3 separate regions of the Sus scrofa genome follow, and all the other regions are linked to region 2. The links are chromatin contacts, called in public HiChIP or PLAC-seq and promoter capture Hi-C maps. All regions are on one chromosome and are shown on one strand. The core of a region is the stretch at or near the end of the contact, and the rest is flanking DNA. Distances in the headings are between cores, read along the strand shown. Region 1 holds the start of CYP2A19 (cytochrome P450 2A19). Region 2 holds the start of LOC106510546 (cytochrome P450 2S1). Region 3 holds the start of BCKDHA (branched chain keto acid dehydrogenase E1, alpha polypeptide).

What was found. Promoter capture Hi-C pulls out the DNA fragments that hold promoters and counts their contacts. HiChIP or PLAC-seq counts read pairs in DNA pulled down with a chosen protein or histone mark.
Region 1: a contact with region 2 is called in a promoter capture Hi-C map of liver, with 2.7 times the contacts expected there. The contact joins the promoter of CYP2A19 here to the promoter of LOC106510546 in region 2. A contact is called at or near these places in 5 of 5 promoter capture datasets (fetal liver, fetal skeletal muscle, liver and 1 more), 28 of 47 Hi-C or Micro-C datasets (adipose tissue, alveolar macrophages, blood and 16 more) and 2 of 2 datasets of contacts at active chromatin or transcription factors (alveolar macrophages and skeletal muscle).
Region 3: a contact with region 2 is called in an H3K27ac HiChIP or PLAC-seq map of alveolar macrophages. The contact joins the promoter of BCKDHA here to the promoter of LOC106510546 in region 2. A contact is called at or near these places in 1 of 47 Hi-C or Micro-C datasets (embryonic fibroblasts) and 1 of 2 datasets of contacts at active chromatin or transcription factors (alveolar macrophages).

The regions. Positions count from the first base shown.
Region 1 is chr6:49,062,835-49,065,721 of Sscrofa11.1, reverse strand. CYP2A19 (cytochrome P450 2A19) reads left to right here and starts at 1,611. Exons shown (of 9, transcript NM_214417.1): 1 at 1,611-1,816; 2 at 2,108-2,270. The coding sequence starts at 1,637. It overlaps LOC110260991 (a long non-coding RNA gene), which reads right to left. Exons shown (of 3, transcript XR_002344661.1): 1 at 2,703-2,887; 2 at 1-56.
Region 2 is chr6:49,220,009-49,222,708 of Sscrofa11.1, reverse strand. It overlaps LOC106510546 (cytochrome P450 2S1), which reads right to left and starts at 1,348. Exons shown (of 9, transcript XM_021094414.1): 1 at 753-1,348. The coding sequence starts at 929.
Region 3 is chr6:49,380,915-49,383,614 of Sscrofa11.1, reverse strand. It overlaps BCKDHA (branched chain keto acid dehydrogenase E1, alpha polypeptide), which reads right to left and starts at 1,405. Exons shown (of 9, transcript NM_001123083.1): 1 at 1,298-1,405. The coding sequence starts at 1,405. EXOSC5 (exosome component 5) reads left to right here and starts at 1,868. Exons shown (of 6, transcript NM_001244661.1): 1 at 1,868-2,059. The coding sequence starts at 1,912.

The sequences.
Region 1 (2,887 bases), core at 362-2,861, 160 kb after region 2:
CCGCCCGCTGCTGGACTTGATCTCTGCTTGGCCCCCAGCATGGGCCAGGCCCATCACTGGAGGAAGAACAAGGAGAGAGGGTTCAGATCCCAGCTCCTAAGCTTACCTGCTCCCTGCGTGACCTCCAGCAAGTGGCTTTAGAGAGGCTCCTCTTCTCAACTGCAAAATGAAGCCGATGATGGACCTGCCCTGTTGTCATAAGGATTCAATAAGGCCACGCATATGTAGACTCAGTCCTCACAGGCAGTGCTTCCCGGGGTAACCATCGTTCTAAAGGAAGCACATGGGGTGGGGAGAGGACAGCAGGGCCACCCCCCTCCTTTCTGCACCCACTTCCAGCATCCCAGGGACCCCTCAGTTCCTGACACAGGAGTCCACCCACTTCTCTCTTAACATAGCTCCCTCTGCCTGCAAAGAGCAGCCCCGACAAACCGGGAATCACCCCTAAAGGGGACTTGACACCCCCTCAAATACAACCTTCTCTTCCCAAATGCTCCCTTTCCATGGTGGGAAAACTCGACCCCAGAAGGCGAGTGCAAAGCAGGAGAGACAGGGGGCACACGTGTGCCCCTTGCCCACTCTCTGTCTTCTGTCCTCAGCACACCCACACGTCAAATGAGAAGCATTGATCCTAACAGTGATGCTGCTGCTGCTGCTGCTGATGGAAACGGTCCCATCAACCCAGCAGGCTTCCCTAAGGACCTGGGGAGGGAAGGAGCATGGCCCTCTGTGAGTTCTGATCCTTGACACAGTTGGGATTTTTCAGTATCAGGCTGGCGGTTAGTCCTGTTCCCCAAGCCCTGGCCAGTCCCTCTGCCAGCTGAGACCATGAGTTATTCTTCTCCAGTTCTGTCAAAGGTTGGACAGAAATGCAGCTCTGGTCTTCTACCGCTTACCCAACCAGACCTGGGCAATTCTGTGACACCCTCCTGGCCTCGCTTTGAGGTTCCAATGACAATTCCGGGGATCAAGGGGCGGCACTGTGTCCAAAATAATAGCAGGTCAATATCTGGGGTCAGGTGCTAACGCCCTGATCCAGCTGAACTCTCTTCCCAGTAACCCCTCATCCACAGCTCTGGTCCTTTCTCACTGCAGCACCCTCAAATCTATTCTCTAGAATCCCCTCCCCAGGCATAAGACCCTTGAATCTACCTCCGTTCTCACTGAAAGATCCCCAAATCTGCAGCCACACATCCTGCCTCATTCCAATACCCTTAAATCCAGGTCTTTGAATTCTTCTTTCCTGAGACCTCAAAATCCACAACTTTGGAGTCAGTTCTCCCTCTGAGACTCCCAATCCAAAGTTCAGGGGTTCACCCCAAAACAACTAGTCCAAAGTCTTCAGTTCTGTAACTTATCTACTGCCCCCTCCAAAGTCCAAAGCCAAGACTAGCCCCTTCTGGGGGACCACAAATTCCATCTTAGGGCACACTCCCTGTTAATCTGAACTGGGGTCCCCCTCCTCCTTCCTGGCTGGCTGTGTCCCAAGCTAGGCGGGGAGCATCACAGGGGGTGTAGTTGGGAGGTGAAATGAGACAGTTATATAATCAGGACCAAAGTCTGCCCTTCTCTCCCAGGCGGTATAAAAGCACCCATCCCAACCCATCACCAACTGACCGTCCCTCGCAGTGCCACCATGCTGGCCTCAGGCTTGCTTCTCGTGGCTCTGCTGACCTGCCTGACCATAATGGTCTTGATGTCCGTCTGGCGCCAGAGGAAGCTCCAGGGGAAACTGCCCCCCGGACCCACCCCGCTGCCCTTCATCGGGAACTACCTGCAGCTGAACACGGAGCAGATGTACAACTCCCTCATGAAGGTGTCGCAAGGCAGGGAGATGGGTGGCCCGGGATGGGGGTGCGGGCCTGCCCGGTTTGGCTGGCGCTCTGCACTGGGGGACTGACCATGCTGGACCCGAAGCGTGGCAGAGGCGCGTTCTGAAGAGTCAGAATCAGGGTCCCAGCCAGCAAAGACCCCTTCCTGGGATGTCCAGCTCCTTGACGGTCCCAACCGTGGGGAAACGCCTCCCCCGCAGTATGTGAGGCCGGGGCCCAGGGCTGCTTCGGGGGCGGGGCTGCTCCTTCTGACCACGCCCACTCGCCGCCGTCAGATCAGCCAGCGCTATGGCCCTGTGTTCACCGTCCACCTGGGGCCCCGGCGGATAGTGGTGCTGTGTGGATACGACGCGGTGAAGGAGGCCCTGGTGGACCAGGCTGAGGAATTCAGCGGGCGAGGCGAGCAGGCCACTTTCGACTGGCTCTTCAAAGGCTATGGTGAGGGGGACCGCAGGGCGGGGGCGGGGATGTGCTCAGGCAGACTCAGTGGCCGCAGTGGCCCCAGCCTTCTGCTCCGCACCTGTCCTCTGGCTGCTCTCCATCCCCACTGCTCTTCTTCGCTGCCTGGGCCTGTCTCGCACTTGCCTTCGAGTCTGCGTCTCCATTTCTCCCCGCCTCTCTCTGCCCCATCTCCCCGGCCTCCCCCACCTGCACGTCTCTTCCTTCTCTGGGTCTCTTAGAAGCTCTTGGCAGGTCTGCTTGGAAAGCCTGGTCCCCTATCTCCTCGTGTCTTCTCGCCCTTCTCAGCCTCCGTGCTTCACCGGGTTTCTCTCCCGCCCCCTCCTCCCTTAGTCTCCGCCTCAAAAGCCCCAAACCCCCACCTCCTGGTAACAGTCTCTCCTTCTCCCAGACCCTCTCCCTTTCTCTCACTTCTCCAGCTCAGGCGTCCGGTCCTTCACATCTCCACAGACCCTCCGCATCTCCGCGTCTCCACAGAGCTCCCTCCCCTCCTTCCCTCCGTCGCTTCCTCTTGGGGGCGTGTCTGTCCCTCCCGGTTTTCTGGGCCTCCGTCTGGCCTCTCTCCCGATCCTGCTCTTGCAGCTCGGTCTCTGTGT
Region 2 (2,700 bases), core at 99-2,598:
GACATTCTGAAAGACCCCAGACTCTTTTTGAACAGGGAATCTCTGGCCTCTTCCCACCCACCCATCCCAAAAGATTGGGCTTCGGTCCTTCTTTCATGTTCTTCCCTTTCTCTGTCCCAGGAACTTCCAGCTTCCTCCCAGCTGAGCTCCACCCAGCTCCACGCCCCACCCCCCACATCCCCCTAGGTCTCTGCAGATAGATTCCTGGAACTCCAGCCTCTGCCTCCAACTCCCCCCCCCCGGGGGGGGTAACACACTCTCCCCCCTCCTCAGGATGGCTCCCCTGTATTCCCTCTCTCGCTGGGACAAGCCACCACATCACAGCGTCAGTTTCTCTTCTGCTTGAGGACTGTCTTTCTCAGCTTTGGTGCCCGGCCCCTCCACGCCCAACCTTGCCAGGAGTCTGCTGGTCTCTGTAACCCGGGACCCCTGCCACTCTGGATCCTGCTTCCTAGCTCTCAAACTCTCTCCAGGGTTCTGTAGGCAAAATTCTGCCCCTCCTAGCCCCCAGCCCCCACCCCAGGATCCTCTCTCCCCAAGACTCCCCCCACTCCTCCTCTCAGCCCTGGACCCCTACTCCTGCCCCGCCCCGGAGCATCCACAGCTGCTCTGCCCTGGGACCCTTTGCCTGCATCCTCCAGGATACCCAAGGGCCTCTCTGCCTGCTTTCTCTCCTGGGGGTCCCCTGGGTCTCTTGGTCCTGGCACCCGCCCCCACTCCTTCCTGGCCAGGGCGGCGGCGCGGCCCCTCACCCGCATGAGTCCCAAGTAGAGAGCCCCGGGCCGGAGCTGCAGCAGGTTCCCCAGCAGCGGCAGCGGCGCGGGCCCAGGGGGCAGGTGGCCTCCGGTCCGGATCCCAGGCAGCGCCAGCGCCAGCAGCAGCAGCAGCACCAGCACCAGCAGCAGCGCCCAGGTGCCTGCCGCCTCCATCTCGGCAGGTTGCTGCTTCCGCGGCTCCCAGACGCTCCACGAGGCTGGGCCAGTTGGGGGCGGGTGCCGGGCGGCTCCCTCCACGGCGAAGCGAAATCTGGCGGACGGAGGCGGGGCAGCTAGCCTTTCCTCTGGCCTAAGGGCAGGGTTCTTTCCCTGCCGCCGGATTTCTTTCCCCCAGACTGCCGCCGCCGCCTGGTGTCGGGGACACACGCTCCAGCGGTCGTCTCCCCGGTCACCCAGGTTGGAGGGGGCGGAGACAGCTTTTTGGGCCGCAGGTAGGGCGTGGGCAGAAGGGAGGAACCTGAAGCTGGAGACCTTGGCCGCCTCCAGGAGGCCACACCCAGTGCCTGGCTGTGACCCCTCTCGCTCTCCGCAGCTCCTGCCTCCCTGCTCACTGCTACCAGGGTGTGCGTTCGCGTGTGAGTGCTTGTCGGGTGGGTACGTGCGTGTGGACAGATACATGTAAATCAATGCAACTGGGACACACCCTCACATCATGCACGAAAATAAACTCAGAATGGCTTAAAGACCTAGATATAAGACCAGATACTATAAAACGCTTAGAGGAAAACATAGGCCAAACACTCTCTGATGTAAATGACAGCAACATCTTCTCAGATCCACCTCTTAGAGTCACGACGGTAAAAACAAAAATTAACAGATCGGACTTAATTAAACTTAAAAGTTTCTGCACAGCAAAGGAAACCCTAAACAAAACAAGAAGACAACCCACAGAATGGGAAAAAATATTTGCAAATGAATTGACCAAGGGATTCATCTCTAAAATTTATAAACACCTCCTACTGCTCCATACCAAAAGAACAAACAACCCCCACCAAAAAAAAGGGCAGAAGATCTAAACAGACAATTCTCCAAAGAAGACGTACAGATGGCCAAGAAACACATGAAAAGATGTTCAACATCAGTCATGATTAGAGAAATGCAAATCAAACCTCTTTGAGGTACCACCTTACACCAGCCAGAATGGCCATCATCAAAAAGTCTACAAACAATAAGTGCTGGAGAGGGTGTGGAGAAAAAGGAGCCCTATGACACTGTTGGTGGGAATGTAAATGGCGCAACCACTGTGGAAAACAGTATGGAGATTCCTCAGAAAACTAAAAATAGAACTACCATTTGACCCAGCAATCTCACTCCTGGGCATCTATCCAGAGAAAGCCATGACTTGAAAAGACACATGTACTCCAAGGTTCATTGCAGCACTATTTGCAATAGCCAAGACATGGAAACAACCTAAATGTCCACTGACAGAGGAGTGGATCAAGAAGATGTGGTACATATACACGATGGAATATTAGCCATTAAAAGGAACGAAATACTGGCATTTTTAGCAACATGGATGGACTTAGAAATTATCATGCTAAGTGAAGTCAGTCAGACAATGAGACACCAACATCAAATGCTTTCACTGACATGTGGAATCTGAAAAAAGGACAGAATGAACTTTGCAGAACAGATACTGACTCACAGACTTTGAAAAACTTATGCTTTCCAAAGGAGACAGGTTTGAGGGGGTGGGGGGGATACACTGAGGGTTTGGGATGGAAATGCTATAAAACTGGGTTGTGATGATCATTGTACAACTACAAATGTAATAAATTCATTGAGTAATATTAAAAAAATAAAATAGGGAGTTCCCGTCGTGGCGCAGTGGTTAACGAATCCGACTAGGAATCATGAGGTTGCAGGTTCGGTCCCTGCCCTTGCTCAGTGGGTTAAGGATCCGGCGTTGCCGTGAGCTGTGGTG
Region 3 (2,700 bases), core at 156-2,655, 160 kb before region 2:
CGGGTACTCCCCCACAAAGTTCTGATAGATTTCCTCACCAACCCAGCCCTTTTCCCTCATCTCCAAAGTCAGTTTCTGTCCCCTTTCAACAGCAGCCAAAATCCACTCTGCCCTCGTCATGGGCACATCCAGTCCTTGGCACTCTTCTGTGTTCTTCACAACAATCTGTTGTTAGCATTTTACTGGCTGGCGGGGGTGGGAGTGGGGGGGATTAGGTCCAGAGAGAAGCAGTCCCTTGCCCAAAGCTAAAAAACTAGAAAACAGCAGATCAGGGATATTGGTCCCACATGGTCTAGCTTCAGAGCACACCTTCTTAACTACTTACATGTGAAAACAATCCACAGCTCTTCTGCAGCCCACTGCCTCTCTTCCCCTTAAGAGGGGCTCCCAATTAGATTTCTGCTGTGAAAGCTCTCATCAACCTAAAGGAAGGCTGACCCTGCGACAAGAAATGAGGCATTTCTTACGTGTTCCTAAGCAATGTGGACAAGTGCTCTGTCTGGACCTCTCTCCCTCCTCGTCCACCCTCATTAGCTGAACAAATACTTACTAATCATCTCCTTTGTAATGATCAAGACAGACAAGGTCAACAGCCAGGTACTGCATCAGGGGACCCAGGATCAAACGACTTTTTTACACGATTCATTTTAAAATCAGAGCAGGAGTTCCTGTTGTGGTTCAGTGGGTTAGGAACCGGTCATAGTGTCCATGAGGATGCAGGTTCCACTCCTGGCCCCGCTCACTGGGTTAAGAATCTGGCGTTGGCCCCCAGCTGCGGTTCCCATTCCACCCCTAGCCTGGGAACTTCCATATGCTGCAGATGCCCCAATAAAAAGTAAAAAAACAAACTAAAAAAAACCAGAGTTGAAGCAAAAAGGCACTATAAAAGCCTGTGCTGGGGTATCTGCTCTCTCTTCTCTTCTTGGAAGGGGGAGTCTTTCCCAAGAAGAAAATCTTTCCTTTGTAAACGCAATTTCACTCTCCAACCCCTGAGGAGAAAGGTCACACTTTCCCCCCATGTCCTCCAAGAGGCCTCCCCGGGGCATTGGTGGCAACTAATAAGAAACGCCCTCCCTCACTTTCTCCACGTTGTCTTCCTCCCTGAGGGTCCACAAAGAAGCTGTCCCGCTTTGCCTCTCCTAAGGAAGTGAAACTTCTTCCCTTGAGGGTCCGCTACAAGATGTTTCTGCAGCCCTTCTCCCTTCAACCGCCCTCCATGTACTCCCTACAGGGACGCCACACTCTGAAGAAGGAGTTAACATTTCTATACCTTCTCGGGTACCTCCCCAGTACTCACAGATCTAGCCAGACCCCGAGCCCCAAGCCGCCGCAGAAGCAGGAGGCCAGCCTGGCCCAAGCCTTGACTGCGCTCCCAAACCCTCGCCACAGCCACCGCCAACGCCATCTTGACCATTAATACCTCAGAGTAGCGTCCCCCTCCTTGGCGAGACTGGGGCTGCCCCTTCAGGAGCCTGACTCAAATACCAGGATCGCTCTGCCAAGAAACCACCTGCTACTAATCCTGCGGTCTTTAGGACACATATATAGGTGGGTAAAATAATCCAGATTTCCCCAAATTACTCCGATCGCTTCACCGGAGTTATTCCTCTTAACAGGCAAAGCAGAGGGCAACTGAGCTCGGCTTCAGGGTTTCAGGGCCCCGGGGCCTCGGGTAGGACGAGCTCATGCCAAGGCCCGCCCTCTCTTCCCTTCTGTCCAATGGCTTTCCTGGACTCTCTAGGCGGGAGTAGGAGGGACCAGATTGTTAGTAAACGCAGAGACACGTGCGGGCGCGGATCCCGGAGGGCCCCGCACCCAAGTTGGCGCTTGCTCATTGGGTACGCAGTCTGTACGCAAGCGCGCGCTTCTGGGCGGAAGCGACAGTCCCTGCTGCACGTGGGCTCCCCGGCGATGGAGGAGTCGATGCAGACTGAAACCAAGGTACGCCCCGAGTCTGGAGCAGAGTCTGGCCCTCGGAGCCCCAGCTGTACTCTCCGGCACTTTGCCTGCGAACAAAACTTGTTGTCCCGGCCCGATGGCTCTGCCTCTTTCCTGCAAGGTAAGAATTTACCCACGTCGTATTTGTTCTCGTGGGCGGGTACAGTGTATTGTGTTAGCTGGTAAATATCTTCTTGGACTGATGCAGTTCTTGCCGGAGTGAATGGTACTGCATATGCCAGTAGACAAATAGAAGGGTGAAGATACCTCCACTCTGGTAAATATGCCTCAGGATGAGAGAGGGGCAGACCTTCTCTTAAGAACGAATACTCCAGGGACTTCCCTTCGTGGCTCAGCAGTTAAGGAACCCGACTAGGATCCATGAGGATGAGGGTTCGATCCCTGGCCTCCCTTAGCGGGTTAAGGATCCGGCGTTGCTGTGAGCTGTGGTGTAGGTCGCAGACACAGCTCGGATCTGGGGTTTCTGTGGTTGTGGTGTAGGCTGGCAGTTGTAGCTCTGATTAGATCCCTAGCCTGGGAACTTCCATGTGAGGCCTGAGAGAGCAAAAAAAAAAAAAAAAAAAAAAAAGAACGAATACTCCAGAATAGGGGAAATCTCACCGTGTAAAAAAAGTCCTCCTTGACTAGGTTCCTCCCACACATGCACTCTGGATTCATCTATCCCTGGTTGAGGCAAACCTGTTCTTTTGCGTAAATACCTCGTAGACTGGCAAATCACCACTACTGATTTTTTTTTGTTTG